6 separate regions of the Mus musculus genome follow, and all the other regions are linked to region 1. The links are chromatin contacts, called in public HiCAR-type and promoter capture Hi-C maps. All regions are on one chromosome and are shown on one strand. Each heading gives the region's core, a stretch centred on a gene start, on an enhancer-like site or on the middle of the called end of the contact. The rest is flanking DNA. Distances are from core to core; before and after follow the strand shown.

Region 1 (3,659 bases), core at 728-3,227:
GTTTCTAGGGAAGAGGAGGGGCGAATGGGAGCGACTCCTAACAAACACGTGGCTGCATTGTGGGTGAGGAAGCGGTCGGGAAATAGGTCGGTGAGGGCTACACAACCAGGAAAATATACTAAAACCCACCAAACCACACACACACACACACACACACACACACATATATATATATATATATATATATATATATATATATATATATATATATATATATATATATATATATATATATATATATATATACTTTTTCGGGACAGGGTTTCTCTGTGTAGCCCTGGCTGTCCTTCTGTCTACCTCTGTAGACCAGGTTGGCCTCGAACTCAGAAATCCACCTGCCACTGCCTCTCAAGTGCTGGGATTAAAGTTGTGCGCTACCACTGCCCGGCTAAACCACACATTTTAAAGAGACATGTGTCCTGGGAGTTGTGTCTCAACACAACTGCCATATAAAGAAAATACCCGTTGGATGTCTTGCGGAAATCTTTGTCATTTGGCTAGGGTTGTCGTCACTCTTTGTGTCCGCTCTTCCAGTTTTGCCCCTTTGTCATCCTTTCCCGCTCTAATAGACTGTTCTCATTTCAACAGTAAAGCTCAGAAGTCAGGCTGTACTGGGGGTGAGTTGGGTAAGCCCTGGGCCAAGGACTTTGGTTGCAGTGCCCCTCCCCCAACAATAATAATCAGATAAGGAACACTCTGCACTGCTGAAATGCTTTAAGTAATTTACACACTCAGTCCTTTACAGTGGCATGGACATTTGCAGTCTGTACGTTTTGTAGGAATTTAGTTGCCGGACAACACGGAGAGAGCTAAAGCAGTTAGAATTTTGTCAAGTTGTGCCCGTAAGTGGCTCTGGAAAATTTCATGTGGGCTGGAAAGGGTGATGGGGCCCCTGCAAATGGAAGGGCAGTTTTATGGGGGAGGGGGATGAAGAGAAAGAAATAATGAGATATATTTCTGTTCCTTCTGTGTGATTAGCATATTGATATCTATTTATTTTATTTTGACGATTCATCTGTACCTTGCAAATAAGCAGTTAACAAAAAATTGAAATAATGGCCATTTTCTAGAGAAAGAAAACTTTCCCTAGTCCAACATATACATGTAAGAAATGTGTTGATTAGTAAAATAAGTAGCTGGTTTATTCCTGTAGTAAACCTTCACATTTTAATCTACTTGCCTTTTATTGAACACTTTTCCCTCATGTGACTCTACCTTAGACCTGTCAGGAATTCTCCGTCAGCATTCCATCTCAGGAATGTTCCACAGAGTGTGGACCGCCTTTAATCCCTTCACTTGGGAGTCTAAGGCTTGCACAGGTCTCTGAGTTGGAGGGCAAGCCCCAGAGAGCAGCCAGGGTTGGTCTCAAAGTGAGATTTTGCATCTCTTTCCTGACCAAAAAACAAAAAACAAACAAAAAAAAAAAACCAAAAAAACCCGATTTATCTCGCCACTCCACAACAGATCCCAATTTAACGCTTATGTTTAATGATCATGTTTAATGCCGTGCTGTTTGTGAGAGTGCAAGCGAGTATATTCGCACAAGTGATTTCCAAGGCAAACACGGGGAAACAGAAAGGCTCAGTTCTAAACCCAAAAACTTGCTGTGGCCCTGGGCCGCTAGGGTTTTATCCTAGATCGTCAAGAGCCGGCCAGCGCAGGTTAAGTGGCGAGGGCTGAGCGACCTGCTGATCAGCGCATCGGATGAGAGTGCGAGCCGACCCACTACGCACCAGCAAGCATTCCCGTCCTGCCCCACGGCCCTTCATTGAAGAGCCCCCTGGGCGATCACGTGAAAGAGGCGTGCGAACCTCGTGACGTCACGCGGCCTAAGCCAATAGGAGCTTCTGTTTATGTAGGGACCTCCGACTCCTCACGACTCTCACTGCGCAGTCCGACGGAGCTCGCTGGAGCAGGAACCCCGTGGGGTGGGTTCGCGGGTGGCCTTCCGCAGCGGCGGCTCCGCCCACTCCCTTGCGTCCCCCTTCTTGGCCCTCGCCGCTGGCCGTGGCGGCCTGCTGGGTCCGCGTCCCGCCTCTACTCCCGGAGGACATGCAGAAGAGAGAATGAGCCAGAGGGACACGCTGGTGCATCTGTTTGCCGGGGGGTAAGGTCGCTGGGGCGCGCGGGCTGGAGGCCACGGGCCTGCGAAGGCCACGCCGAGCCTGGGCGGGGGCAGGGCGTGAGTCGCGGCCTAGCTCGTCCGGTACTGCGCGACAGCGGAGGCACACGGACCCGGACCTCGCGGAGGAGGCTCGGCCATGGCGACAAAATGGGAGCAGGCTCGGCCTCCCCGTCCCGCACGACTGGGCCTCACGTTGCCCACGTTCGCGGGCGACCTTGTTTCCGGCCGCCGCTGCGCCTTTGCTGCTGGCCGGCGTCGTAGCCGGCGGGGAAGGCGTTGCAGTGCTCGCCCGCGGTGCGCAGAGGTTATTTCCAGCTTCGGAAAATTTTCTCTCCCTTGCCTGCCCCGGTTTGCGGGAGATGGTGCAAAAGTGGCAGTGACTTTGAAATCAATCAATCTCTCTTTCTTTTCTTTTCTTTTCTTTTCTTTTCTTTTCTTTTCTTTTCTTTTCTTTTCTTGAGATGGGAAGGCAACCCCCTCCCCCCCCCCCCCGACCCTTCAGCACTGCCTGCTTTGGAGAAGGGGTATGGATGGTTTGAGAGAAGGCGACTACTAAATGAAATCATTATATATGTGTACAGGATTAGTGTGGAGCCCGAAGTCTGGTTTGCTGATCCCCCAGCTACAGCCATTTTGCTGAGCCAAGTTTGTTCCTCCATTCGATATGTTCCTTCCCAGTTATTTAGAGAAATAATAGAGCAACGTTAAGACTTTTACCTGCAAGACTATAAAGTTGTCACAAAAAATCGCTATGGTGAATTAACTTTTTAACCTATATAACAGAATAAAGTAGTATTTTAAAGTTTGGTGGTTTGATTCTTGGATCAGCCACTTTAAGGGATACATACATATATGTATGCATTCTTTGCATGGTTGTTTGCTTTGAGTTAATGTGTGGAGATTCTGTTGCCAATATGACAGTACTTTACATTGTTGTCACACATTTCATTCAACATTTATGATTCACCAATTTTGAACGGTCCACTATTCTGCCATTAAAGCAACTACTAATTTTATGAGGAGCAGTTTGCCTTTTGTGTTTCTAAAATGCTTCCTGCCAGTAAAGGGCTAATTTAATTTCTGCAGTACCTGTACTTGGCACCTGCTAGTCAAGTTCTCTGCCACTGGGCTCCATCCTCGGGCCCTTAGAACATTTTTTTTTCTGTTGTTTTGTTTTTGTTTTTCGAGACAGGGTTTCTCTGTGTAGCCCTGGCTGTCCAGGAACTGACTCTGTAGACCAGGCTGGCCTCGAACTCAGAAATCCGCCTGTCTCTGCCTCCAAAGTGCTGGGATTAAAGGTGTGTGCCACCACTGCCTGGTCCCTTAGAACATTTTATTAATCTCTCTTTCCCTCTCTCCTCCCCCCTCTTTCTCCGAGTGTGTGTGTTGGGGGGGGGGGCGGAGTAGGAGAAAGTAAGGATAGCATCTTGTAGTTGGATTTCTACTTGTAGTTAGATCTTCTGAAAGTTAGAAGACCATAGATGTAGTTCAGGTTGGTATTTTAATTTGTTTTGAGTTAAGAAATAGAAGTCTT
Region 2 (3,659 bases), core at 345-2,844, 2.6 Mb after region 1:
TCCAGACACTCCAGAGGAAACTTCATTTGAGCCTTTGCTTACATAACCTTATTGTATGGATTTGGGGGATGCTTGATGAGCAAGTTAAATCAAATTTCTGCCAAAGGAAACATGGGATGCTCTTTTTCTATCAGCCAAATTTCTCAGCCATTTTGCATAAGCCTTTGAAGGCTAACATCTTAAAATTTGTATTCTGTAGTAGCCTGTAAAAATCACCACCACGTTGAAAATTTCTTCCAAAGACTGAACTCCTACATCACCAAACACAAAACGTTGACCTTACCCGTATTCTTCCAGAAGCGAGTCCTCATGCTACAATCAAATACAGAAAATTCGGGAAAGTGATTCACGATCTTGTATAGATAAGTCTCACTGTCTCAGTAGTTACTCTTTGCATACCCGTTACTACTTACTATGATTTTCCTGTTTGACCTCTAAAAATCAGCGCAGTAAAAGTATATTTAACAGCGACCAGGAATTAGCTAGCTATCCACTCGACCAACAATCACAGGAGTGCTAAAAGTTAAAGAAAAAAAAAGTATTCTAATAGAACATATTTTGAAGTTACTGCTGAAGATCCCAGACCTTCTAAAACTTAACCCCACGCGCGTTAGGCCAGGTTATTTCCGCAGTCTGCTGTTAGGAGCTGGTTAGACCGCACAGGTGCGGCACCTGACGGCCTGGCTCCCTGGGGTCATCGCCACAGCAACGCGTCCTGGCCGCAAGGCAGGCCTGGGCCCAGCCTGTGAAGCATGGGGGAACCGGGCTCCTCGGGGACCCGGCGGGCGGCGCCGGTGAGGAAGGACCTCATCCCGCCAGTGCTCACTCAGCGAAACCGTAACTCAGCCTCCGCAGATACATCGCCAGCCCTGCAGCGGCATTCCGGTCCCTAACCGCTGGCCCACTGTCTGCCCGCAGGCCCTACGGCGGCACAAAGCGCGCGACCCAGAGGTCCCGCCAGTCAAAAGAACAAGCGCGCGCCACACCATATAAGGCCCGGAGCGGGCGGCCAGGCCCCGCCCCCAGGACCTGGCCCGGCCCCACTCCAGCCCCGCCCCCAGGCTTCGGCCCCACCTCCTCCCGCTCCCAGGATGGGCCTCTCTGCTCCCGCTTGCCTCCGCCCTCTCCCTTCCAATGACCTTCCCACAAAGGCCTCCGGGGCGCCTGTGTAGCCCGACAGTCACCCCAGAGTAGCCGTTACTGAAGGTCTCCGGTGGCGGAGCTGGCGAGCTCCGCCCTCCCGGGCGCGCCCTCCACCCACCCTCTCCACCGCCTCCCCGCGAGCTCGCGCTGACGCTTCCCGGGGGCGCGCTCGCCCCGCCCCCGGCCCCGCCCCTCGCTCTCGGGCGTGCCCGCGCGTGGGGGCCCCGCCGCATCCTCTCCTCCCCTCCTCGCACCGTAGCTTCTCGAGTGTGAGGCGTCCGGGACTCCTCACTCGCCCCCGCGCGCGCTGCTCGCCCGGGACCCAGCAAGGCGCAGCTCAAGCGTCCCGGGCGGGAGTGCGCGTGCGCGCGACCGCGGCTCCCGCGCTCCCTCCTCCCCCCCCCCCTCCCCGCGCCTCTATAACTTGGCGGGCAAGGAGGCGGCGCCCGCGGAGTCGGAGGGCGGGGAGCTCGGAGGAGGGCACCGGGAGTTGTGGAGACAGCCGATCGGGAAGTCGCCGCGCTCGGCCGGCGCAGCCCGTCCTCGGGTTCCTTCGCTGCCGCCCTCCGTCTGCGCCGCGGGCCTCGGCGCCGTGGGGCGGCCCGGCGGGGTGCGCTCGCCCGCCCCGGCCCCGGCCGCTGCCGCGCGCGGGCGGGATGTGGCGCCTGGTGCCCCTGAAGCTGGGCCGCCTGTCCCGTGCACTGAAGCTGGCGGCGCTCGGCAGCCTGTTGGTGCTGATGCTGCTGCACTCGCCGTCGCTGCTCGCCTCCTGGCAGCGCAACGAGCTCGCCGACCGGCGCTTCCTGCAGCTCAATAAGTGCCCGGCGTGCTTCGGCACGAGCTGGTGCCGCCGTTTCCTCAACGGCCAGGTGGGCTTCGAGACGTGGGGCCGCCTGCGCCTGCTGGACTTCCTCAACGTGAAGAACGTGTACTTCGCGCAGTACGGCGAGCCCCGCGAGGGCGGCCGCCGGCGCGTGGTGCTCAAGCGCCTGGGTTCGCAGCGCGAGCTGGCGCAGCTCGACCAGAGCATCTGCAAGCGGGCCACCGGCCGGCCGCGCTGCGACCTGCTCCAGGCCATGCCCCGCACCGAGTTCGCGCGTCTCAACGGCGACGTGCGGCTGCTCACGCCGGAGGCGGTGGAGGGTTGGTCGGACCTGGTGCACTGCCCCTCGCAGCGCCTGCTGGACCGCCTGGTGCGCCGCTACGCGGAGACCAAGGACTCGGGCAGTTTCCTGCTGCGTAACCTCAAGGACTCCGAGCGCATGCAGCTGCTGCTCACCCTGGCCTTCAACCCCGAGCCGCTGGTGCTACAGGTAGGCGCGGGCGCGGGGCTCTTCGACGCCAGAGGGAGTGCGTCCCCAACTCTCCCAAAATGCCTCTTCGCGAGTTTCCTTCCGCCCTCCCGCTCGTCCCAGTCTGGATGCCAGTGTCAGTGCGATAGCGAGCCCTTGTACCTCTTTCCGAGGACTTGGGCACCCTGGGCACACGTCCTTTGCTGTCCCGCCTGGCTAGCCTAACTTCCCCGAGTCTGTCTTTGTTTTATTTCTTAGATCATCTCCCTGTTAGTCAATCAGCTAGTTCTGGGACCAGGTGGGAAAGATGAGATCAGAGAGTGGGGTGGTGGTAAAGTGAAGGGAGCTAATTCGTGACTCGTGCTTTGCGTGGAATTAGAAGCTAGGAAATGGGGGAAAGAGTTAGATTTGGGCTGGGAAGGCTAAAGGCCAAGACGGACTTTTGCATCCTGATGCTGTGGCCTGCCCTAGTCATATGGTAATCCGGTTAAGGAAGGAATTAAAGTGTTTTTTTTTTTTTTTTTTAGGTTGGAGCTAGGATCTAAGGAAAAGGGTTTTGGCCTCTAGCCCAACTGACTTATTTGCTTTTTCTTGACTTCATTTCGAAAATAAACGTGCCTTTTAGGAGGATAGAATGGAATCGTTTTACTGGTGGCGGCAAGAAGAAAATAGATAAGAGAAAGGAATCCGGTTTATTTTTGGAGTAATTTGTTTCAAACACCCCCCCCCCCCCCGCTAAAGTGCTGTGCCCTTGGGCAGCGATTGTCCAGTAGGTGTGTGATCTCTCTTGGCTGCAAGAAAAGTTACCAGTTCTAAACGTCAAGTGCTAGGGAAAGTGAGTTTAAATTAACCACAAGTAATTGATTGTATAGTTCACGCCCTTTCTCCGCTAAGAATGTCACTAATGGCTAGAGGGTTTGGACCTTGTTTCTGTTGTTGATTAAAGTATGAATAGGAATGTACTCTATTGGTGGCTTTTTTTTTCTTTCAAGTTTTCTGCGTCTTAGTCAAGAGAAATCAGCCTTGATTAGTTCAGCCAAGCATCCTTAACACGAGTATTTGATCAGCTGAAGTTCTAATGTGAGCCTTAATAAAATTTCAAGTTGCTGTTAAGATATATGTGATAGGTTAATTTTAAAGTTCAGATGGTTTAATAAGTACTGTTTTATCTCTGATCAGTGTAAATTCAGTTAAGCTTACTTTGCAGGATTATTCTATTCATTA
Region 3 (3,659 bases), core at 581-3,080, 2.5 Mb before region 1:
ACACAAGTAGTGGGACAAGAAAATTGGACTAGGGGGAGGAGGTCTCAAAGTTGGGGGGAGAGTGAGGGCTGGGGTATAATCACAATACATGTGAGAAATTCTCAAAGAATTCTTTTTAAAAAATTATAAAAGCTTACTATGAATTAGTGTCACAAAAATTTTTTTCCTTTAAAACAAAAATGGAGGTGGGCTTTGACTGGTGGCTCATGGGAATATCTTAGAGAATAAGGCCTAGCAGGACCTATTATCCCCAGGCACAGAAGTGTCAAAAACAAACAAAACCTGCTCCACATCGGAAAGAAAACTAACAGACTGTCCTGGGGTTTCTTGTCTATTAAAGCGCTGTTGCTTCCTAACAGAGCCTCTCCATCTTTATTCTGGACCAGACCCCGTCACTACAATCACCAAGCAAGTGACTGGCCAGTGTTGGGGCAAGTGGTTGGCTAGCCCACAGCTTCCTCTTCTGCAAAGTGAGCACAGGACATTCAGAACTGCCTACCAAGGGCTCCCCTTCTCCTCTGAAGTGTTCTGAGTGGCACAAACAAAAGAAGTTCAGCTCCCAAATGCACAAGATTTCTGTTCTCAATTTAAGGCATGCAGCTAAAACAGTGGTTCTCAACCTGTGGGTCGCGACCCCCGAGGAATCTCAGGTATTTTTCATGTCCGATATTTACATTAACAATTCATAACCGTAACGACATTACAGTTATGAAGCAGAATGAAATAACTTTATGGCTGGGGGAATCACTATAACATGAGGAACTGTATTAAAGGCCTGCAGCATTAGGAAGGTTCTGTACTTTAATGATCTAAAACCATTTCCACAGGAGGGAGCAAGCAGACAGACAGACAACCTTCTCTGAGCAGGGTAGTTTTCCCCTGCCAGACCACACCTTGGGGAAGGAAGTGACCATCTTGCTGAACACTTACAGACAGATGGGAGAGCAGGGTTGGAACATCTCACACTCCCTAGGCCTAATCCTGTTAGAAACCAATTCCTGGAGACATGGCCAGGACAGCACCGGCCCTGGGCCCTTCAGGACCGTTGTGAAGGCAATTCTACCAGGCCCTGTCCTCTGATCCTGCCTGGTACACACTTGCCCTGTGGACTTCTACTCTCATCCACCCCTAAGTCTGTGCTCCCGTTAAACTTCAGCCCGGGACCGGAAGCGGAGGAACCTAGACACGCCAATCTTTATTTAAAAATCATCTCGTTAGTAACCGAACCCCACTTCCCACAGAACTCGGATCTGCAGTCCCTTAGATCGCTTTACTGTTTTCAAAAACTGCATTTCCCAAGACCACACTCCTGAAAACGCCGAGGGTTGGGTGTCAGACATCCCCCATTCCGCGCCTCCGTGTCTCCTGGCATGCGAGCTCTTCCCCCCCGCAGGGTACCTCAGTCCTGCACAATCCGAAGCCGCTGGGATAAAGGGATGGAGGCACAGGGAGCGGGACGTCGTGAAGCACCCTCGACCACGCAGCTCCTTTCCTCGCTTGGCTACCGCAGCCACTAATGTTTAACCTGCGCGCGCAGCGGCCAAGTAGCTCCGCCTGGAACCGCGCTCCCTCCGGCGGCTCCCCGCTGGATTCCAGACATAGTTTTCCTGGGAGGCCTGTGGCAGTCTGGGGGTCACCCGGAACAAGGGCCGGCGACTGGAGGTCTTAGAGGTTCCCACGTCCCGACTCACCCCATCCGCAAGTCCAGACTCACTCCATCTCCTACAGTGCAGCCCGAGGATGCTGCCAGCCGCGCGGACCCTACGCGTCTCTCCCCGCCAGTAGCTCAGGCCTGGGGTCTGCGGTGCTTCCCACCCCAACCCCTACCCCCAGCCCATCCACCCACAGCAGAGGCGGAGCCTCTCCCCAGAGCCCGGGAACAGCTATTTTTAGAGTTGCAAGGGAGGGGGGTTGGGGGGAAGGAGGGAGTGCTGCTTTGAATTCGTTAAGGAAATCCAGCATCCAAGTTCCCAGGCCTTGATGAGCGGCAGGACAGACTCTGTCACCATCCCTTCACTTCACATGGCAGGATGCAGCGACTGTTGGCAAGCCCGCAAAATTAAAGGAATTTGACCTGAGCCACATTAGGAGACCCATAGGTGTGCTCCAATTTGATCAGATGGCAATCACCTTTCAGATCCCTTATCCATTAACGTTGCCCAGAAAGCTCCGGCAGGAGTTGGGGGTATTATATTTTCTCTCCTGATTATAGATCCCTGCCCCCTCTCGTTGGGACTCTCATCTCGTGACTTTAAGTTCTGGGAGGGTTTGTTGTATCTTAGGGCCTTTCTCTCAACACAGCTTCAAAATGCCAAGCTCTGCATCTTGGGGACAGCAAGGACAAAAGCCCTAGGAATAAACGTTGCCAAGGGTGGGGAGAAACTCAAATTTCTGTGCGTTATTGATGGGAATTCAAAATGGTACTGCCACTGTGGGAAACAAAATGGTTTGCCATGATTCAGCACTATTTGAAAATATTACAAGGATTAGGAGGTATAGCCTTGTTGGAGAAAGTGTGACACTGGAGGTGGGCTTTGAGGTTTCAAAACGCCCATGTCAGACCCAGTCTTCGCCCACCCTTACGGGTCAGGTGGGTCAGGATGTAACTCTTAACTATTTCTCCAACACCAGGCCTGCCTGCTACCATACTCCCTGCAATTATGATAAATGGACTAAGCCTCTGATACTGTAAGCAAGCCTCCAGTTAAGTACTTTTCTTTTTCATAAGAGTTACCTTGGTCATGGGGTCTCTTCTCAGCAACAGAATAATAAATAAGGCACATGTCTAGATCTATATCCAAAGAAGCTTAAAGCAAGACCCCAAACAAACTCTTGGACACTTGTATTTAATGAGCTGTCAAAATGGCTCAGCAGGTAAAGGGCTTTGTCATCAAGTCGGATATCCTGGATTGGATTCCTGTAACCCACACCGTGGAAGGAAACAACTCCTGAAACTTGTCCTCTGACATCTGTATATACAGATATGTGCGTGCGCGCACACACACACAATGTACAATAAAATAATAACATTATTTACAACAGCCAAAATGTGGAAGTAATCCAAGCGCCCATGGGCAGCTGATTGGCTAAGAACACGTGGCTTACACATACAATGGAATATCATTCACCCTTAATGAGGAAGGAAATACTGGCATGTGTTATTACATGGACCAGATTTGTCTTAGTCCATTTAGACTACTGTGATACAATACTACAGACTAAACAGAAACCCCTTCGCTCTGCTCTTGGAAGCTAGGAAGTCTAAGATCAAGGCATCAGCAGATCCCATCTGCTGAGCACCTATTTCCTGATCAACATTGTAGAAGGATCTAGTAGCTCTCAAAAGACTCTTATGTAAGGGCACTGAATCCAGCTGGGAGGGCTCTACTCTCATAACTGCATCACTTCCTGGAGTGAAGGTTTGGTGTTTGTTTGTTTGTTTGTTTGTTTGTTTTGATGAGAAATCACAAGCACTGAATAACTGTCATCTGCTGAGGCCACAGCATCCAATATGGCAGCCCTTTATCTCCTCAGCCTAGAGCTCTATTTCTAATCAACATGGTAGAAGGATCTAGTAGCTCTCAAAAGACTCTTCTGTAAGGGCACTGAATCCAGCTGGGAGGGCTCTACTCTCATAACTGCATCACTTCCTGGAGTCC
Region 4 (3,659 bases), core at 822-3,321, 2.5 Mb before region 1:
TGGAATTAAAAACATGCCCAGCCCAAATTCATCTCTTCATAATACTGAGATTGTTGAAAGATGGCAAATCAGTAATGACAGAGAAACAAAATTCCCAAAGTTAAGATTTCATCACTAGAAAAACTTGAACATTATTCTAGAAACAATCACTTATATAAAGAGATAAAAGACCTGCAAACTTTAAAAGATGAAAAACAAAAGGAACACTTCAAGTGATATCATAGTAAATCCAGTCAGCTAAATCCAGAGCCCAGGAAATGCTACAGGGCAATCAACCTCACTGCCTACAACACACAAACCATAGAGGAAACAGAAAACAGAAACAAGGGAAGGAAGGATAAAGAGTCTAAGAGGCAGAGCCCTGAACACCAAATATTTGGATCCTACCTGAGCAAGTCATTTGTAGATCCGGTAACTGAGACATGCAGAGAAATGCGTATGGACAAGGCACGAGAGAAGGACTAACTCACTATAGTTAGGTATAAAATGGCACCAGAACTACGTGTGTCTAAAAAAAATCTATCACTCGAAAGTCATGTACTTAGGGGCTGGAGAGATGGCTCAGAGCACTGGATGCTTTTCCACAGGTCCCGAGTTCAATTCCCAGCACCACATGGTGGCTTCTAACCATCTATAATGGGATCTGGTGCTCTGTAGGCACATATGCACTCAGAACACTGTATACACGGTAGATAAATAAATACATCTTGGGGTAGGGGGAGTCATGTACTTAAAAATCCACAAATGAAATAACCCAGTGGTTAGGATTTGCTTTAAGGCATCCCAGCCATCTCCCTCAGGAAAAGTTTAAACAATACTGGATATTTAAATATGGGAGTAGAACAAAGTAATAGGAGTTGAGGTTAACAAGTAAAGAAATTTATTAAACTACTCGGTATTTTTATGTATGTTTAGCATTTTCCATTATAAAGTTTAATGCAATAAGAAAAAAGCAAAGAGACTACAAAAAAAAAAACTTGTCATCATATTAGCTATTATTTAAACCTCTAGAAGAAAATGGATGTATGTTCATGACTGGCCATTTAATAACTATTTTAACTCAATTCTCATGATTATTTAAGTTAATGGCATTCACCACATGTCTTCTAGAAGCTGCCCAGCTGGTACAGATTCTGACAAGACCAAAAAAAGTGCACATAAACACATACCTAAATAATAAATATTCGGCGCTACCCAGCCACCATAGGGTAACTCTTGCAAATGGTTTGAGGCTTCATGGTTTCCTCCAATGAAGATGGTGAGAACCGGGGCCTTTTTCTCTCCAGAGTAATATCTACAACATAACGGTAATAAAGCTGTCAGGAACCAAACTAAACACAAAAAAGCAAGAGGTCAGAAGGAAAAGGCCGAGCTCAAAAACGATCAAACGGTCCCCACTATCTTCCCATCCCTGCCCTTAAGAATAAATTAAATCTTGAGTGTCGAGCACACATTCATTGAGATCAAGAACTTTGTGAAGTGCAAGTCTGGGCTTCTAGAACCCAGACTAGCACACAGCAGGTCACGGGAAAACCAGATCATTAAATCAACTAACCATCGTGTTCTAGCAAATCCAAAGTATCTAAACCTGCTGGTGTCACCCCGGGTCCCTGGGAAGAAGAGCCAGGTGTGTACAGAGAGGAGGAGGCCAGGGCCATTTCCTAAGCTCCGGGTCCAACAGACATCGCGATCTGCGGCAGCAGGACCTGGAACCCCACGCGAGGACCGGCCGCGCGCCCCTCACCTGTAGAAGGTCTGCATGTGACGGTACTTGGGCGGCACGGCCATGCAGCGCAGGTCGGCCTCGTTGCGCACCGCCTGGAAGTCGCCGCAGCACAGAAGGAGATCCACGGGTCCCGAGCCGCGCCGCTCCGCCAGCGCCAGAGTCTCGTAGATCTTGTCCAGCTCGCCGTGGCAGCAGCCGGCCACGGCCACCCTCATCGTGACGTTGGGCCGCGGAACTCAACAGCAACACCCCGGAGCACCTGCAGCCCGGGTCGCACAGCAAAGAACACCAGGCAGCCGGCCCACCCGGCTCCCGCCAACACCAACCGAGCCGCGGCTGAGTTTCGAGTCCTTTATGTAACTTCCGGCTTCCAAGTCTCGCGAGAGAGGGAACGGGAAGGGCCCGGTCAAGCCGGAGGGGGGAAACTTTGAACTTGTTTAATGGAGACCCTGTCTGTCTTCGTGATCCCTTGCGTGCTAGCAATCTAGTGGGTTACATTGTTTAAAACTAGAAAAAGAAATAAAATCTCCAAGAATAGGGATTGAATTTAGTAAAATCAAGGTAAGCAGCCGGGCGTGGTGGCGCACGCCTTTAATCCCAGCACTTGGGAGGCAGAGGCAGGCGGATTTCTGAGTTCGAGGCCTTCCTGGTCTACAAAGTGAGTTCCAGGACAGCCAAGGCTACAGAGAAACTCTGTCTCGAAAAACCAAAAAAAAAAAATCAAGGTAAGCAAGTGAGCAGGAGCGATTGAGCAATTAATTCCCTAGAGCAAATCTCTCCCTGGCAACGATGATTGCCTTAAAAATGAATTAGAAAGTAAAAAGAGGTTTTAATGATGACATTAAAATTTAAATGCAACGTTGAAGCTTACTGATTATTTTAAAACTATACACCAACCCTCCCGGGGGGAATTTCTAAAATTATTTTTGACTAAGGGGAATGGGTATTTTCCTACCAAATTGTTTGCCTAACTGTAACGCAAGATGAATGAAAGGTTAAATATCTCGAAAACTTCTGGAGAGAAAAGGTGGCGACTAATCAAGGAAGAATGAATGGCAAAGAAGAAAGCCAGTAAAGGAAATCTAATCAAGGGCATACAGTTGTAGCGCCACGAAAGTGTTAGCGATCCCCCAAAACCAGGCAGGAGCCCATCTGATGTAACTCATAGCACGGTCTTTATTCTATCCCAGCTCGCTGTGGCTCGCCACCAACACACAGCACAGTTTTTGGTGTACCCCGAATGTCAGTGGGGACAAGACTTTATAGAAAGCTACAAGCAGAGGGTGGGATGTGGTAGTGGTGGTAGTTAAGCATCTAATTCGAGAGCTACCATGGCCTTTAACACAATTGGCTGGTGCTGGGAGTCATATCATAAACTTAATTTCTGCTTCCCTCTGCATTAGTGGTCGTTAGGCAGGGGGTGGCCTCGTAACCTGGGGGTGCAGATATGTTGGGGTAATAACCTGGGGACGCTGGTCTTGTTGAGGGGTAACTTGGAAACTAGTGTTATGTTGGTTAGTTTGTCTGAGTTCAAACTTTGGCCAGGTTCTCTAAAATGGAGTCTGAACTTACAAGATTTGGCCTCTCAACAGAGAAGTATACATTTAAACAACTGAAAAATTTAATCAGTTAAATACAATCTAGGCTGGGGGCGTGGCAGGGGGAGGGAGGGGATGGTGGCTCTGCCTTTAATCCTTGTATTCCAGAAATAAGCAAGCAGATCCCTGGCCAGTGTGGTCAGCATGGTCTATAAAGTGAATTAAGACAGCTGGGGCTAGCCGGGCGTGGTGGTGCTCGCCTTTAATCCCATTACTCGGGAGTTTGAGGCCAGCCTGGTCTACAAAGTGAGTTCCAGGACAGCCAGGGCTACACAGAGAAATCCTGTCTCGAAAAACAAAACAAACAAAAAAATTTGACAGCTGGGACTGATGCA
Region 5 (3,659 bases), core at 776-3,275, 2.3 Mb before region 1:
GAGAAGGATTTCTGTATGGAAACAGGGTAGCTATAGCTACACTCTTATGAAATGCCCTCTGCCCACCTTCCCTGAGGTCTGTGGTAAACAAAAATGAGAGAAAAAGACAGTGCCAGGGCAGGATCCAGACAGCCAAGGTGGAGGGACTTCTGATCTTCAAGGCCCCTCTCCTTACTCCGTTCACTCCCTACAGCCAGTGAAAGACGCCTTCAGTAGCATATAGTATGTTCTCTGCCCTGGGACTCTTGAAAGCCACCTGGGCTTTGATAACGCTAGATAGGAGTCTGGCCTCTCCTTAAACGGGTGGTGGCTAGAAGGCCAATGGCAAACAGCCTTAGGCAGAATCTCAGGTTTGCAAGATACAGAGCTTTGAAGTTCCCTGAGGCCAGGGGTGTGGAGAAGCACTCAAAATAGCAGGCAGTCCCGTATAAGTAAAGCTACAAGTAAAGCTAGGTCCAAGACTTCAAGGCTCATTTGCAAAAGAATGTCCTCAAAAATGATAGAGAGAGAGAGAGAGAGAGAGAGAGAGAGAGAGAAGCTTTGAGATGTAGAACAAAAGGCCACTTCACTCCCAACTAGGGAAGCAATTATCTGAAAGACACACAATTACAAGTGTTGGCAAGAACAAGAATGGAAACAAAGGCTGTGTCTAAAGTCTTGGCCTCCCTACCTGGGAAGGGAGGCAGAAGTTGAGGTCCCCTAGGCTTGTAGCTCTACCTACTCAGCCGTTCAAGGCCAATGAGACTCCTCAAAAGAAACAACAACAACAACCACACCCCAACCAAAGATCAAAATAAAGCAAAATGGTGACAGGCACCCGAAAGGTAACACCCACTGTTGTCCTGTCCTCACAACTGTACGCATGCACAGGTGCATGCTTATGTCCCCGCACACACGTGAGTGGTGCCAGTGTAACATGCTATGGCTGCGTTGGAAACAGATATATGCCCCCGAAAGAGTTCCCCAGTCAACCCGGCAATTCCGCTGGAGGTGTATGTATCCAAGAGGAATCACAGTATTTACATAAAGACTTTTAACACTAGCACTTTATTCACACCGAGAGAAAGGGGGAAAGTAGGTAAGCATCGACTGAGGAAAGGCTAAACAAATGCTTCCTATACACACAGTGGGAGATGAGTCTGGCCGAGGTGTGGCTACGCGGAACCACGTGCATCCAGTCTGCACACACCGTGGAAGAAGCCAGTCACAGAGACCACATGTTGTATGACTCCATTTATATAGAATGTTCTGAATAGGCAAATCCACCGAGGCTGAAATGCAGATTAGAGGGTTCCAGAGCCTGGGAGGGGGGAAGAATGGGGAGAGGTTACCCACAGAGGTTTTTTCTTTTAATTTATTGGGGAAAGGAGTAGTGACCCGAATGTTCTGGAATTAGATAAATAACTATGGTCGCACAACTTTGTTATACCAAAACCCCACTGAAACGTACGCCTTTAAAAGCATATACTCAGCGTTATGTGATCATATCTCAAGTCTTGTAAAAGGGAAAGCCGGGGATAGGGAGTAGGGAATGACTCCAACCCAATGGAAGAGCTAAATGGTGTGCGAACGTCGCCGCCGCCTCCTATCCAGGTCGCTGGCTAATTCTCAAGAACTTTGAGGCCTGAATCTGGCACCTAGCTAAAGCAAGCAGCAGGCCCTCGGAATCTTGGGGTCCTCGGGACGTGGTTGAAGCGACGGGACTCTTCTAAGGACTGGGGAGGCGTCCGCAGGTCCCGAAGTTGGCAGCCCGAAGAGTTAAAGATTGAACCTACAGCTCTTTTAAAGCCGCCCGGGGCCAATTCCCCTTAGGTGTCCTAGGCTTATCGGCGGCTCACAGACTGCAGATCCGTGTGGTGAGTGAGTGGAGGCGAGGGGACCCTTGCCCGGTGCCAGCTGTCCCAATGCCCACAGTGGTGCCGTTTGGGGGTCGTCGCAGCCACTCGGAAGGCTCCCGAGGCGCGGGGTGCGCGGTCGCTTTAAGGCGTCAGCGGGGCGGGGACGGCGGCGGCCGGGCTGGCTGGCGCGGAGCCGTCAGTCGGCGGCGCGGGGCCCGGCGGGCGCGGCGCTCCCTCCTCCCGGTGCGAGCGAGGAGGCGGTGGCCCAGGGCGGGAGCCCAGCCCCGGCGGGAGCGCGCGGCGAGCCGCCCGGCAACCCTGAGGGGAGGAGGCCGCCGGGCGCTTTGTTCCGTTCCGGGGCTGGAGGTGTGGCCGGTTCCGCGTTCGCCGGGCTGCGCTGCGCTGCACCCGGCTGCACCCGGGCAGCGGGCTCCGGCTGTGCGTGGCCTCTGCCCCCTACCACCGGCTCTGGCTTAACGGTGTGCAGCGGAGAAGTCGCTCACCACTCCGACCCAAGTGGGAAGGGCCTAGCCGCCGCTTAGACAGACTCCTTTGATTGTAGTCATCCTGGGGTTCCTCGGCTGCCCGGGTAAGGACTCGGCAGGGAGGTGGGCGGCGGGGTCGGGTAGGGGCTCTCCTGGCTTAAAATGGCGTAAATCAGGTTAAAGATCTACGGAGAGGTGGTACATTCATGTGGATAATACAAAACCGCTTTCTTCATAAACAACTCTTCACTGCGTCCTGGGTTCGGGTTGCTGGGCTGGCTCTCTGGTCACCACTGGGGCCTGCGCTCGTTAAACTGATGCGGCCCGGTGCCCATCATGTGTCAGGCTCCATGCCAAATCCTGTTCTGCTTGGAAAGCAGGGCACAAACTGAATGACAGTCTAGTGTGGTCAGTGGGAGAGCTCAAGTGCCCCTACGCCAGGGTTAGGTCAGAGAGACGACTGTTCAGAAGAGCAGAGTGGGCCCTTGACATTACGGTAGAACCCCCTGCAAAGCTGAGGTGCCTTGGGGACGGAGTGCAGTCTGGAGAATAGGACAAAGACCGTGTCACCTGAACTCTGACCTGAGCGCTGGGGCAGCTCCTGATGGTGGGGAACCTTCTTGGGCTACAATGGTGTTTTTGATTCTCTGGACCAAATTATAGAGACTGACTGATGACGCTCAAAACTGTGGCCTCCAGAGGTCTGGCTGGCCGAGGAGTGAGCGGAGAATGCTTAAAGCAAAGCTTACAAAGCCCTGGTACTTGATGGGAATTTGCCTATCTTCAGACAGGACGCCTCCAGAAAGATGGGAGAAGTGGGACGTTAACCTACCCAGGACTGTGCCTATGCCTGTGCTTTTGACCCCGTGTCTGTTCTGGCCTGTTGTGAGTGAGGCTCTAAGATGCTGACGTTTAAGGCTTGTGCAGCCTGCACTGTACATTCCTAGTGTACCAGTCCGCACGTCCTGCAGTGGTGGGTTGAAGTGTGGGGTGGCAGCTATGTATATTAACAACTGACGCATGTAAGGGCTCAGCTGTGAACAAAGCACTTTCACTGAAGCAGTTCGTAGACTTTCTCCTGCCCCTTTTCCCAGAGAAGAAATCTGAGCTGCTAACATTCCGTAAACCTTCTTATTTCCTGTAAATTGCATGTCCCTGCTGACTGGGGCTGAAAATGTTTCAGGCCGTGGTGTTTCTTCGGGGATGTGTGTGTGTGTGTGTGTGTGTGTGTGTGTGTGTGTGTGTGTGTGTGCTCATAGTACCCTGCAGGCAGTTAGCCTCGCCGACTGCGTTTCATGGCATGGTTTGGCCTTTCTCTGGCCCGGTGGGAGGTGTG
Region 6 (3,659 bases), core at 429-2,928, 2.0 Mb before region 1:
ATCACACACAGACGATTCGAAACTCACTGGTGTACAGTCTAATCTCCCAGAGTAGCTTTTCCAAGTACTGCATAGCAATACTATCAGCAAAGAACAGTGTAAAGATTAGGCCTCGATCCACTCTTTGTCATAGTACATTCCTATTCTAGCATTTCCATCCCCGATATTCACAGAAACTTCACAGGTATTTGGCAAGCTTCTTGTTTTACTCTCTGTCTCTGTGTCTCTGTCTGTCTCTGTGTCTGCCTCTCTCTCTCTCTCTCTCTCTCTCTCTGTCTCTGTCTCTCTCTCTCTCTCCAGGTTTCTCTGTGTACTCCTAGCTTTCCTGGAACTTGCTCTGTAGACCAAGCTGGCCTCAACTCACAGATCTGCCAGCCTGGCTTGTGTCACCAACCCTTTCTGCTTGGTCAGAAAGCCATTGCTAGTCTAGTGCAAGATACTTTTGCTTCTGTGGTGGACATGAGACTGACCTTGTGGTGGAGGGGAAGGAAGAAGCTTGGTACAAGGGTCGAGGATCAACGTGTGAAGGTCCTTTACTGACATTTCTGGCTGTGAGCTCGCTAAATATTAAGGGGAATTCTATTCATTAGACATCTGAAAAGACCTGGGCTTCACAGTTGGGTTAAGCATTTAATGTCCCACTGGCAATGGGCTGAAGCCTCAAAAGCTCCACATAAAATTACTTGTAGAAACCCCAAACTTGTACAAGCATGGTGAAATAGGTTAACCTCTGTTTTTTGTTTTTGTTTTTGTTTTTTTTTTGAGACAGGGTCCCTGCTATGCAGCTTTGCCTAGTCTGCAACTCAGGAAGTAACCTAGCTGGCCTGGCAATGCACCTGCCTTCTGGTCCTGAATGCAGAGCTTTATAGGCATTAGCCACCACGCTTGATTTTTTTTTTTTTTTAAATCACTTAGTTACATCCGCAGAATCAAACTATTGTTTTGACACCTTGTCTCATTTTCCTTCTACTTGTAGATTCTATCCTAGACTACTTAAGTATTTGCTTGAATTGTTAGAGTGGCGTTAGGTTACAGTAGGTTTACTATATGTAAACAAAAAGACTACAAGTATCCCACGCAGGACCTCTTAGGCTATGTGAGTGCCCTACCGCTGAGCTCTATCCGCCGCGCCCAAGGTTTGGCTGACAGTAAGTGAAATTCAAGCGTCTCACTAAAGAGCCATGAAATTTCCCGACAGCAGGGAGACAGAGGCGAGAAAAAAAAAAAAAAGCGCTGGGCGAAGTGTAAGGTTTGGCAGCCAAACGTCAGCTGCGGTGGTGCAGAGACGAACACAGAAGTGTTTCAAAGGCTGGACTCTTTACATCTAAATGATCGTTCACATCGCAGGGAATGGAAGGCCAGCTGGGCCGTGGGAACAAAGGGGAGTCTGCGGAGAAGCGGAACCGGGAGGTGCAGGTTTTCCCGAAGGCGGCGAGCTGGGGGCTGCAGACACCGCAGTGCTCTGCGAGCCAACCCCAGCGCGCCGGCAGCGCAGTAGGAACGCGGCACCGACAGCCGCACAGGGCGAGGCTGGTGCTGCCTCCCCTCGAGGGGCGGGGCTTGCGCGGTGAGTGGGCGGGGCTGCCTGGAGGCGGGCGTCGGGGGATTGGCCCTAGAGGGTGGGCGGGGCCGGGCAGCGGGGAGGAGAGCCCGGGAGGCTCGCGCGCGCGCTCGCGCAGGCGCGGGCACGGCGGTGGCGCGCGCGTGCTCCGTCGGGCGGTGCAGCGGCTGCGACGGAGCCGGCCATGGTCGTGGGCGGTGGGCGGGTGTCGCGCTGAGCCCCGAAGGCAGCAAGAGACTGGGAGCGGGGCATGCGGGTGTCGGAGCCAGGCGGGCACGGCTGCGGGAGCTGCTGACGGCGCTGCGGGATCGGGAGCCGGTGGCGGCGCGCGGGGCAGGTGAGCGCGGGAGGCGGCGCGGGCTGCGGCGCTGGCGGCTCGGGCGGGCGCTTCCTGCCGGGCTCGGCCGCGGGAGCGCGGGCTCCGAGGTACGCGGCGCCCAGGCCTCGGGCGGCGGACACCGAGCAGCGGAGGGCGCCCGGTGGGCGACCACAGAGAGAGCGGGCGCGGCACGGCCCAGCCGGTGTCGGTGCGGACGCCCGGCGGCTGCGGACCCTCAGGTGTTTCGGCGCAGCGTTCACCGCACGATTCCGGGCTCTCCGGTTTCAGACCGGTCAGAGTCCCGGTGCTGCGGCTAACCCGTCCCGCGCGGCCTTGGCTGAAATACCCCGAGGAGACGTGAAGCGGGAACTGTGAATACTCACCTCCCGGGATTGCGGGAGGCCGTGCTAACCTCGCTGTAAGTGCTCGGTGGACGGGAGCTTTTGGGAGTCGCTCACTGCAGCATCCTTGCTGGCTCTGGCTTGTTCCTTCCTAGAGGTTGGTATTGGGGGCAAATTTATTTCCGAACCGCTCTAGTGTTGCAATAAGCTCAACTCGAGTTGCTTAACGAAGGAGCCTGTTATCTTACAGCGGCCAGAGTAGGATTCTGTAGTCTCTTCCTAGAATTCTGTAGTTTCTCTCTTGGAAAGGCTGACTTGGAAACCTGTCTTGGGTACGGAGTGAATTAGTGCTAAGAATCCTATCAGAATCAGAGTTTACACAACGTGGAAGATGGTGGTGGGACATGTTACCTGACTTACTTTGGTATTTAACCCATCTGAAGTGACACTTAAATTGTCACTTGTTACAGAGTATAAACACAGGAAGAGTATGGAAACATACTCCTTTTTTCCTGCATTGCTACATCCGAAGGGAGTGACAAGTGCTTTTGTAAACATCGTTGTGGGCAGTGTTACTTACTGTCTGGTGAAGTCATCATAATTAAATTAGATGAGTATTTATTCTGAAGTGCTGAATGGATGTTTGGGAATACCAGTCGTAATGAAATCTCCAAGGAGTCTGAGTTTCCAGGAGTTCATTATCACTTGCGGGTCTTGGTACTGCTTTGTAAGTTTTTTTGTTTTGTTTTGTTTTATTTTGTTTTGGATCTTTTGAGACAGAACCTTGCGGTGTTATGGATCTTTTGAGACAGAACTTTGCGGTGTTAGTCCTCAGTGGTCTGGAACTCACTCTATAGACTAGGCTGGCTTTGATTCATGCCTCTTTCTCCCTTGTCTTTGGATTACAGAACTCGGCATATCCAGAATAGATGTTAAAAGTTAGGGTGGCATCCACTTGTAGTCCCATTGCTGGGGAGGGGCACACAAGTAGATTCCAGGAGTTTGCTGGTAGACCTGCTAGCTTAGCAGAATCATGGCACCCTAGGCCAATGAGAGACTCTACCTAAAAAAATAAGATGTGTGGCATCTGAGGAACACACAACACACACACACACAGATTTTTAAAAAAGAAAGCAGAAGACAGAACTGTGTAGAAAGACTATATAATGTGTGAAAGATCAGGGTGGCTTGGATTAGGCTATTGCCCAAGTTTTGGAAGACCAAAAATCTGAAATGGTAAAATTGAAATTGTAGTCACTAAAGCCAAAAGGATTTAAGAAGCATCTTTAGTTTACCCTCGTGATTCACACACTGACTAGGACATTCCACCTTCAGGGTGTTTTTACAAAGTGGAAAAATCAGGTTGCTTTTCTTGTGCTAAAGATCATTGGCCTGACCACAAGTCAGATGTTGATTTATTTTATTTTATTTTTTAAAA

The links. Promoter capture Hi-C pulls out the DNA fragments that hold promoters and counts their contacts. HiCAR-type assays count read pairs that join an accessible place to other places. Capture Hi-C pulls out chosen DNA fragments and counts their contacts.
Region 2: a promoter capture Hi-C map of erythroid cells shows a contact between it and region 1, with 58 times the contacts expected there. The contact joins the promoter of Dipk2a here to the promoter of Slc25a36 in region 1. A contact is called at or near these places in 2 of 39 promoter capture datasets (erythroid cells and pre-B cells).
Region 3: a HiCAR-type map of astrocytes shows a contact between it and region 1, with 2.9 times the contacts expected there. The contact joins the promoter of Dzip1l here to the promoter of Slc25a36 in region 1. A contact is called at or near these places in 1 of 39 promoter capture datasets (cranial neural crest) and 1 of 115 datasets of contacts at active chromatin or transcription factors (astrocytes).
Region 4: a promoter capture Hi-C map of liver shows a contact between it and region 1, with 3 times the contacts expected there. The contact joins the promoter of Dbr1 here to the promoter of Slc25a36 in region 1. A contact is called at or near these places in 4 of 39 promoter capture datasets (cranial neural crest, embryonic stem cells, erythroid cells and 1 more), 1 of 484 Hi-C or Micro-C datasets (CD4 T cells), 1 of 115 datasets of contacts at active chromatin or transcription factors (embryonic stem cells) and 1 of 9 other capture datasets (liver).
Region 5: a HiCAR-type map of astrocytes shows a contact between it and region 1, with 5 times the contacts expected there. The contact joins the promoter of Mras here to the promoter of Slc25a36 in region 1. A contact is called at or near these places in 1 of 39 promoter capture datasets (embryonic stem cells) and 3 of 115 datasets of contacts at active chromatin or transcription factors (astrocytes and embryonic stem cells).
Region 6: a HiCAR-type map of astrocytes shows a contact between it and region 1, with 4 times the contacts expected there. The contact joins the promoter of Pik3cb here to the promoter of Slc25a36 in region 1. A contact is called at or near these places in 2 of 115 datasets of contacts at active chromatin or transcription factors (astrocytes and embryonic stem cells).

Annotation. Positions count from the first base shown.
Region 1 is chr9:97,109,359-97,113,017 of GRCm38.p6, reverse strand. Slc25a36 (solute carrier family 25, member 36) reads left to right here and starts at 1,977. Exons shown (of 7, transcript NM_138756.4): 1 at 1,977-2,107. The coding sequence starts at 2,067.
Region 2 is chr9:94,536,016-94,539,674 of GRCm38.p6, reverse strand. Dipk2a (divergent protein kinase domain 2A) reads left to right here and starts at 1,594. Exons shown (of 3, transcript NM_001033145.2): 1 at 1,594-2,456. The coding sequence starts at 1,800.
Region 3 is chr9:99,627,702-99,631,360 of GRCm38.p6, reverse strand. Dzip1l (DAZ interacting protein 1-like) reads right to left here and starts at 1,830. Exons shown (of 16, transcript NM_028258.4): 1 at 1,692-1,830.
Region 4 is chr9:99,574,211-99,577,869 of GRCm38.p6, reverse strand. It overlaps Dbr1 (debranching RNA lariats 1), which reads right to left and starts at 2,071. Exons shown (of 8, transcript NM_031403.3): 1 at 1,745-2,071; 2 at 1,170-1,294. The coding sequence starts at 1,941.
Region 5 is chr9:99,435,078-99,438,736 of GRCm38.p6, reverse strand. It overlaps Mras (muscle and microspikes RAS), which reads left to right and starts at 2,025. Exons shown (of 6, transcript NM_008624.3): 1 at 2,025-2,427.
Region 6 is chr9:99,138,230-99,141,888 of GRCm38.p6, reverse strand. It overlaps Pik3cb (phosphatidylinositol-4,5-bisphosphate 3-kinase catalytic subunit beta), which reads left to right and starts at 1,678. Exons shown (of 24, transcript NM_029094.3): 1 at 1,678-1,898. It also overlaps the pseudogene Gm2773.